Regions from separate parts of the Mus musculus genome. Here region 2 is linked to region 1. The links are chromatin contacts, called in public HiChIP or PLAC-seq maps. All regions are on one chromosome and are shown on one strand. Each heading gives the region's core, a stretch centred on a gene start, on an enhancer-like site or on the middle of the called end of the contact. The rest is flanking DNA. Distances are from core to core; before and after follow the strand shown.

Region 1 (4,066 bases), core at 264-2,763:
CTCATCATTTAATTAGATAATAAATTTAGTGCCACCGAAGATGGAACCTAGCGCCTTGAATAATTCTCTTAGGGGCGATTCCAAGCAGGAGCTTTATCAACGAGCCGTGCCCCCGCTCTTCGCTGGGGGACTCTAGTCAAGGGCTCTATCATTGAACCACACCCTTAGGCCATACTAGGATATTTAAACCTACTGGTGCCTGTTAGGTATCTTACTATGGGGTAGCAGGCAAAAGGGCCAGTTCAAGCATCCAGAGAAAGGAGCTCTTGTTTAACCCCTTTGTCAGACATGTAATAATAACAATAACGTTTACCACTGTGGCCCATCTTCTTTATCACTGGCTCCTCATAGCAGTGCTGAACTCCCCGTGGGTGGAGAAAAAGTTTGTGTTGGCCTCTCCTCACACTCCCAGGTAGTGACCACAGAGCCGCAGGCTAAATATTCTATTCTGACTCACTTTAAGAAGGGGTTAACTAAGGCTTAGAGAAGGAGTGGAATTGGCCCAAGGGCACACAGCACGCACGGGCTCTGAGGCAGACAATGGGCTCTGTGCTGCCCCTGCTCGCCCTGGCCCTGCTTGCACGTAATGTGCTTACCTCAAGGGTGGGGTTTCTAGACGCAGCTTAACTAAACCTGCACCTACCCAGGTCCAGATGAAGGAGCTGTGGCGGGAGGTAGAGGAGACGCGTAGCTCCCGCGACGAGATGTTTACCCTGAGCAGGGAAAATGAGAAGAAGCTCAAGGGGCTGGAAGCTGAGGTGCTGCGTCTGCAAGAGGTAAGAGGTGGGCAGGTTCTAGTGGGAGGCCCGGCGTGGGTGTGGCTTAACTGGAGGTCCTAGAGGATGGGCGGGGCTTAACTGGAGGTTCTGGAGGATGGGCGGGGCTTTCCAGGAGGTTTTGGGAGGGGAGACTTTGGAAGTAGGCGTGGCTCCCGGTGCCTTCTGCCTTCCAGAGTTGGGGATCTTGTCCTGGGGGATATTTGGAAACCAGAGCAGGAACTGCCAGGGCCAATCCTAGAAAGACGAGGAAGACAGGCCAAGAAGTCAGGAGCAGGAGGCAGAAGTGAAGAAAAAGTCTGGGACCCAGGGGTGACATAGAAGAAGAGAAGGCACAGTCGGGTAGGAGGGAGGGCATGTGGATAGCATGGGGGTAGGAGGAGGCCCAGTGATGAGAGACATGGAGGAGGAGCATTGGTGGCCAGCGCTAAGAAAGTTGCTCCCTTAAGGGTGAGGCTCACAGGCTCACAGTCAGCAGGAAAAGCCCAAAGGACAGAGAAGGGTTAATACCAGTGTCTTGACCTCTTACCCCTCTGCCCTCTGTACCTACTGGTCCTTGTAGGAACTTGCTGCCTCAGACCGAGCCCGGAGGCAGGCCCAGCAAGACAGAGACGAGATGGCAGAGGAGGTGGCCAGTGGCAATCTTAGCAAGTGAGTGTCCTGGAGCCGTGGGCTGTGGACCGGGCAGTCTCCTCTCGCAGGCCTATCCTCTGAAGCCACACCCTACCCTCTAGGGCAGCCACCCTGGAGGAAAAACGGCAGCTGGAGGGGCGACTGAGCCAGTTGGAAGAGGAGCTGGAGGAAGAACAGAACAACTCGGAGCTGCTCAAGGACCATTACCGAAAGCTAGTGCTACAGGTGGGCGTTGCAGGCATCCCCTGCCAGCCAGATCCACCCCTCCCCCACCCCAGCCTTCAAGAGCTCTCAGATTCATTGGATATGAAGACCTTTGATGTGGGTTTTCATAAAGTTAGGAAGACTTGACTCATTGATTGGTCGGCAGGTCTGAAGTCGCTAAGACGGACTTGAAACAGTAATTAAGCTCAGCTGGAACCTCAGAGTTCTCCAGAGCCAGGGGAATTGTCACAGGTTCAAGGCCAGCCAGGGCTACAAAAAGCAAGCACTTGGCGTATGGCTGGATAGCTTCACACCTTGTCTGTCATTGTCACTTCAGCCAGAAGAGACCCTCATCGCTGCAGGTGGAAGTATAGGGCTCTGATTGTCAGTCAGCCTCCCACCAATAACCTCATACAGCCTTGAAGTCACGGCAGTCCTCTGCGAACTTCTGTGTTCTTGCAAAACAGATCAGGCCCAATATGGGGCACTTTTTTTGTTTGTTTGTTTGGTTGGTTGGTTGGTTTTGGTTTTTTGAGACAGGGTTTCTCTGTGTAGCCCTGGCTGTCCTGGAACTCACTCTGTAGACCAGGCTGGCCTTGAACTCAGAAATCCGCCTGCCTCTGCCTCCCAAGTGATGGGATTAAAGGTGTGCGTCACCACTGCCCGGCTAGCACTTCTTTTCTTATTGAGTGTTTGAGGCAGGGTCTTCTGTAGCCAGGGATTCTTTATGTAGCCTGCAGATGACCTTGTACTCCTGACCCCTGCCTCTGTCTGTGATGACAGGCATTTGCCACCAAATCAAATTATGCTGTACAGGGAAACCAGGGCTCCTTGTGTCCTAGGCAAGCCCTCTACCAACTGAGTTCTTGCCAACCCCTGTCACCATTTTCATTTACAATTAAAATTTTAAAGGCTAAAGGAGGGCTGCTGGGCTCATGAATGTACCCTGGGAGGCGGAGATGTGAAGATCTTTAATCAGCCTGGGCTGAAGTATCTTCCGCTGCCCTGTGATTTCCGAGCAAGCCGAGGGTGTCGAGGTGCTATTATTAGGGCCAGGGCCAAGTCTACACATCTGCCAGCTGCTATGAATGGAGGCCTCATTTCTCAGATCACCCCCCCCCCCCCAGGTCTCTGCTGCCTGTGCTACCCAGGGCTCAGACTCTCTGGCAGGCGGGGCCAGAGCCTGCCTCCTTCTCCTGGGCTTCGCAGGTGACCCTGGTGCAGAGGGGAGTGTGAAGGGCCTGAAATAGTCCATAGTTCACAGCCACAAATTTAGAGCATTTAAGCAAGTTTGTGACCATCTCTGGGACTCACTAAAATAGCAAAACTGAACCTAGCTGTGGTGGTACATGCCTGTCATCCCAGCATTTGGGAGGGGGAGGCAGGACGGTCAGGACTCATCTTCGGTTATATTGGGAGTTTTAGGTCAACCTGAGTAACATGAGACCCTATCTTAGATAAAAATGTTATGACTACATTTAAATAGATTTGAAATAATTTTGAGTACATTTAAATAAGTTTAAAACATTCTTGTTCATTATAAAGTACAGGGTGCAGTCTGGTGAGGATTGCTGTCCCTGGGCTTGTTCAAGGGCTATTGTTGAGTTCTTGGTACCACCAGGCTCTGTGCTGTGCATTTAACAGCCGGGAGCTCAGCTTGTCCCAGGAGGTACCTGGTGTTGCCACAGCTTCGTCACAATTTTCCATCTTCTTCCTGGCTGCAGGTCGAGTCCCTCACCACAGAACTGTCTGCCGAACGAAGTTTCTCAGCCAAGGCCGAGAGTGGACGGCAGCAGCTGGAGCGGCAGATCCAGGAACTGCGGGCCCGCTTGGGTGAAGAGGATGCTGGAGCCCGAGCCAGGCAGAAAATGCTGATCGCTGCTCTGGAGTCTAAACTGGCCCAGGCAGAGGAGCAGCTGGAGCAGGAGAGCAGGCAAGGAGGGAGCATCCTTTGGCATGGAAGTAACTCTGTCCATGGAGAGTACGGTCTATGCAACAGTGTTGCAGCTAGCTACTTCTGTGTAACAAAATACCCTAGAATTTACGGACTTTAAAAGAAGTCTATTGTTCTGAATTTGGCCCTAACTAGTAGATTCTTTTGTGCTAGGCTTGCTTAGGCTGTCTGGTGTGTCTTCCGTGGTAGGAGGGTTAGATCCATTGTTTTGCTCCCTTGGGCTCATGCACATGGAAGGCCTGGCCCAGGATGTGTAGGCTAACTTGGTTCTGTTCCACGCAGCCTCTCATCCTCCAGCAGGCTAACCCAGGATTGCCTACATGGCAGAGCTGGGCTCGGAAGAATAAGGGACACTGTCATTAGCTTCTAGAGGCTTGGAGCTTGCACTGTGACACTCTAGCCATAAGCAGGACAAGTCTTGTGATAGCTCAAGTGTACAACCACATGGGAGCAGCTTCTTCAGTCACATGCCAAGGGTGTGGGAACAGGAAGGATGGAG
Region 2 (4,530 bases), core at 96-2,595, 210 kb after region 1:
AGGGAGATCGAGGTCCCCCAGAGTGTCTGAACCAATGGTGAGGGGAGATGAGGAGGGTCCTATAGCACGCTTATCAGACTTGTCAAGTGATTGACAAGGTGGCCATCCAATGCTGAAGCAGAATCCATCAAGTAGGAGGGAACCTGAGGAGGCATGGGCTCACTTCATTCTCTCAGAAACTGTCTTCTCTCAGGTCAGTTTTAGCAGGTCCTGGGTGACTTCCGCTAACGTCCTCTCCCATGCTCCCTTCTCCTCATTCTTCCCCCTTCTTATGCCTCCTTGCTGCTGAAAAACCCCTCATGGAGGAGAACCCAAATTACAAGAGGTCACTTTCCCAGAATGCTTTGCAACCCGGAGTTAAGTTCAGCTAGGTTTGGGCAGTTGCAGAAGTTGTGAAATTCTTAAGGACAAGATAGTTGCATAAGGGAGGCCTCTGTCTGAGATAACTGCTTGGATGTCATTGCATAAGAACATGCCACCTGGACCTGGGGTAGACAGCCTATACTCTGGAGAGGAAGGCCAAGCCAGCCTCCAAGCTGCCCATCACCTAGGATGGTCTGTCTCTGGAAGGATTTTTAGAAGCACACGAGAAATTTCTGTCACTTCATCTAATTTCAGTTGGAAATCCTGTTGTGGTTTCCATCCGTAATTATCATTTAGAGGCTAAGGCTTGGAGAAATCACTTAGTGGCCTAGTCACACACACTCTCAGGATCCAGCACACCTCCTGGCCCCAGGGAGACAGGTGGGATGAGACTCACAGAGTGTGTTTATTTCTGGTGATGATAGCAGCGGCAGAGGGGGGATTGGCCAGACGCAGATGGAGGGACAGAAGGGGTGGACACTGGAGGGTGTGTCTGTTCAGGGGACATCAAGGATTGGTCTGTCGACATTCACAGTGAGGACACAGGCCAGAACAGCAAGACTTGGACAACAGCAAAGAGACAGACAGATAGACAGACAGAGGGCTGGGGGCAGGGGTCCCCAGACATGCATGGCCCCTTGCCTCTAGGGGGAACTCTGGGGATAAGAAGAGAGACAATGGAGGCCGAGGACCTCCCACCCTGAAACAGGGAGCTGGGCCTGCTGCCTCCTAGCCTCACACCTCCAGGAGAAGGAGGGGTAGGTCCAGGCAGCCCCGCACCAGCCGCTCGGACATTATGGCTTCGAGGAGATGAGTTCACAGTCCGGGCAGGAAGGGATGGGTCCTGAGGGTGCCTGGTCCAACCCCAGGCCTTGACCAGACCTAAAAATTGAAGAGGAGAGACCTGAGAGGGTAGGATGCAACCATGTGCTGTATCAGCACCATGGAGGGAGCCTAACACTTCTCCCTCAGGCACAATCCCCTCCCTCAGACTCAGCTCCCCTCCCTCGGGCCCAGCCCTCCTCCCTCAGGCCTAGCTTCCCTCCCTCAGGCCTAGCTTCCCTCCCTCAGGCCTAGCGTCCCTCCCTCGGGCCTAGCCCCCCTCCCTCAGGCCTAGCTTCCCTCCCTCGGGCCTAGCCCCCCTCCCTCAGGCCTAGCTTCCCTCCCTCAGGCCCAGCCCCCATCCCTCAGATCCAGGGGTCCAGGCCCAGTGGTCCTCCTCCAGTCAGAGCTCAGAGGTGTACCTGCCTCCTCTGTGTCTTACCCTCACTCTGAATTCTCTTTCTCTGACAATCCTTTGCCACCCTTTGTGAAGCTGCTCAGAGTCTTCTCCTGGAATTGGGGGTGAAAGAGAACAACCTCCTTACCCAGCAGGATTCGTCTGTCCCACTCTGTAAGCTGTCTTAGTTCCCAGGGGGGGGTTGGGAAATGGCATCACCATCCATTCTACCAGTGGGAAAACTGAGGCCTGAAAGATAACAATCTAAAAACTCAAGGAAGACAGGGTCATGGAAAGGGGCCATAAGGCAGGTCCGGGCCTCAGGAGGTACTGGGGAGCCACAGAGGGCTGGGCTGTCTAGGTAGAGGTTGTCAGGCTGTCAGGCTGTGGCCACACTCAGCACCTTGGGCTGAAACCCCGCCCTCCAGCGAAGGTCTCCATCCTGCAGTGTCACCTAGTGGTGGCAGTGTGGCTCACTGGAAGTTTACAGAGAAGTAGAGTGTGTGAGGTCATTGCAACAGTGAATGCCCAGGAAGACACAGCTTCTGTCCTCACAGAAGGAAGGGTTCCATCTTTCAGGATCTCAGCTCTGAGCTCTGGGTCTGGCTGTTCAGCCTGGTGGATGTGTGTGTGTGGCGGGGGTGGTGAGGGAGGGGGGTTGGGGGGGTGGATGTGTGTGTGTGGCGGGGGTGGTTGGGGGGTGGATGTGTGTGTGTGGCAGGGGTGGGGGGGTTGGGGGGGTGGATGTGTGTGTGTGGCGGGGGTGGTTGGGGGGGTGGATGTGTGTGTGTGGCAGGGGGTAGGGGGGTTGGGGGGTGGATGTGTGTGTGTGGGGGGGGTGGTGGTGGGGTTGGGGGTGTGTGTGTGTGTGTGTGGCGGAGGGTGGTGGTGGGGTGGGGGGGTGGATGTGTGTGTGGCGGGGGTGGTGGTGGTGGGGTGGTGGAGGATACAAGTCTCAACAGAGAGAAGAATTGATTTGGGGTTAGCCTAAGCCTCAGGGTTTAGGGTTAGGCTCAGACTCAGGGTTAGGGTTAGCCTCAGACTCAAACCAAGATTTAGGTTTAGCCTCAGAGTCAGACTCAGACTTGGATAAAAGGTTAGCCTCAGACTTAGACTCACTCATTCCATAGCCCAGTCTGACTTGGAACTCACTCTGTAGTTCAGGCTGACTTAAAATTCAAGGGGGACTCCCTGTCTCGACCTCCCAAGAGGTCTTAAAGGTGTGAGACAGGCACTGGGTTTATGCACTGTTCAAGGGTAAATTTTCCTTAGAAGATCAAAGTGATAGAAAACTACCAAGAAACAAAAATTAAGCTACTGAAATCTACATTATTCTAAACAGAACTTACAGTAATTTGACTTTTCTTGGCTTCAATGGAAGCAAAGTTGTCAATATTTTCCAAGTGGATGTCTTTGCAGAGAAAATGGCCACCTTTGACAGTGGACCCAAAAGTGTGTATGTGTGTGTGTGTGTGTGTATACGTGTACATGGTGTATACACATGTATCTTGTGTGTGGTGTATACATGTGTGTACTGTATGTGTGGTGTGTACATGTGTGTGCTGTATGTGTGGTGTGTACATGTGTGTGCTGTATTGTGGTGTGTACATGTGTGTGCTGTATATGTGTGTACTGTATGTGTGGTGTGTACATGTGTGTGCTGTATGTGTAGTGTGTACATGTGTGTACTGTATGTGTGGTGTGTAGGTGCCCACATCTATGTGCATGCATGCCTATGCACATACGGAGGCCAGAGCAGGATGTGGGTCCTCTATTGCTGCTCTCTCACCTATTGCCTTGAGACAGGGTCTCTCCCTGAACCAGAACCTCACCACTGGAGCCCCAGGACTTGGCGGTCCCTTCCCCTCAACACTGTGGTTACAGGCAGGGCAGCCATAGGGCCCGGGGATGCAGGCTCAGGACCCCCTGCGTGCATGGCAAAGGCTCTTACTCACTGCATGTCTCCCCAGTCCCACTTTGTGTTTTGAGACCAAGTCTATCACTAGAATCTGGGGCTCATCAATTAGCCTATGCTGGCTGGCCCGTGAATCCCAGGGTTTCTTCTATCTCTGCCTCCTCCCCGCTGGGTTTTTAGGGAGTGACTCCAGACCTGACTTTTGCCTTCATTCTAGGAATTTAAGCACCATGGTCCTCACACTTGCACAGCAAGTACTGACTAAGCCATCTCTCCAGCCCCAAGAGGCTATTTTAAACAGCTCTCGCAAGGCTGAGAAGTGGTTGCACAGCTTCTAAATAAAAAAATGGCCACTGGGTGGGTCTGGAGAGGTTAATAAAAGGTTAAGAGCACTGGCTGCTCTTCCAGAGAACCTAGGTTCTGCTTCCAGCACCCACATGGTAGCTCACATCCATCTGTAAGTCTGAGTCCAGGGGATCTGGCACCCTGTTGTTCTGGCTTCTGCAGGCACTGCACGCAAATAGTTTGCAGACACACAGCAAGCAAAACACTCATACACATAAATTACACTCTTTCTAAAAGTGACCACAGCTGCCCAGTCTCCCCAGCCTGGGTCCCCTTCTTACCTTGCCCCCCTGAACCTCCTTCTAAGCCTCTCCCCAATGCCCTCTCTTCCAGAATGCTCTCCCAGGGCCTGTACAGAGGCCTTCTACCTCAAAAGACTCAGACCACAGCCCCTAGGCAAGAAACCAGCACGCAGTGGTCTTTGCAATGGACACTACCCTGTGACATTTTGTTACATTGTCTTTTGAATGTGTGACTGTTGTGAGTGTTGTGGTGCACATGACAAGCAAGCGCTCTGTTGCTGGGCTATGCCCTCCTGCCTGATATTTTTCTTACTCATTCAAAAAAAAAAAAAATCATTCTCGGCTTTCCACCACCATCTAACTAATATTCACACCTTGCTCTGAGGGAGAGGGGAAAACGGCTTATCACCCAGTTTCTTCCTATATTTTGTGTTTAGCATCAGTGG

What was found. HiChIP or PLAC-seq counts read pairs in DNA pulled down with a chosen protein or histone mark.
Region 2: an H3K27ac HiChIP or PLAC-seq map of embryonic stem cells shows a contact between it and region 1, with 5 read pairs. The contact joins two enhancer-like sites. A contact is called at or near these places in 1 of 39 promoter capture datasets (pre-B cells), 1 of 115 datasets of contacts at active chromatin or transcription factors (embryonic stem cells) and 1 of 9 other capture datasets (adipose tissue).

What each region holds. Positions count from the first base shown.
Region 1 is chr7:44,611,003-44,615,068 of GRCm38.p6, reverse strand. Myh14 (myosin, heavy polypeptide 14) reads left to right here. Exons shown (of 42, transcript NM_001271540.1): 36 at 648-776; 37 at 1,339-1,427; 38 at 1,511-1,634; 39 at 3,338-3,546. Among named protein-coding and RNA genes, the nearest start is that of Kcnc3, 22 kb to the right of the region's middle. Within about 2 kb of position 1,513, at least 25 of the 459 cell types and tissues checked have an H3K27ac peak or open chromatin away from gene starts, as enhancers often do. A contact at or near this core is called in embryonic stem cells, where this site is marked.
Region 2 is chr7:44,396,251-44,400,780 of GRCm38.p6, reverse strand. Syt3 (synaptotagmin III) reads right to left here. Exons shown (of 11, transcript NM_001114116.1): 10 at 1,628-1,695; 11 at 751-1,245. The coding sequence ends at 1,630. Among named protein-coding and RNA genes, the nearest start is that of Syt3, 14 kb to the right of the region's middle. Within about 2 kb of position 1,345, at least 33 of the 459 cell types and tissues checked have an H3K27ac peak or open chromatin away from gene starts, as enhancers often do. A contact at or near this core is called in embryonic stem cells, where this site is marked.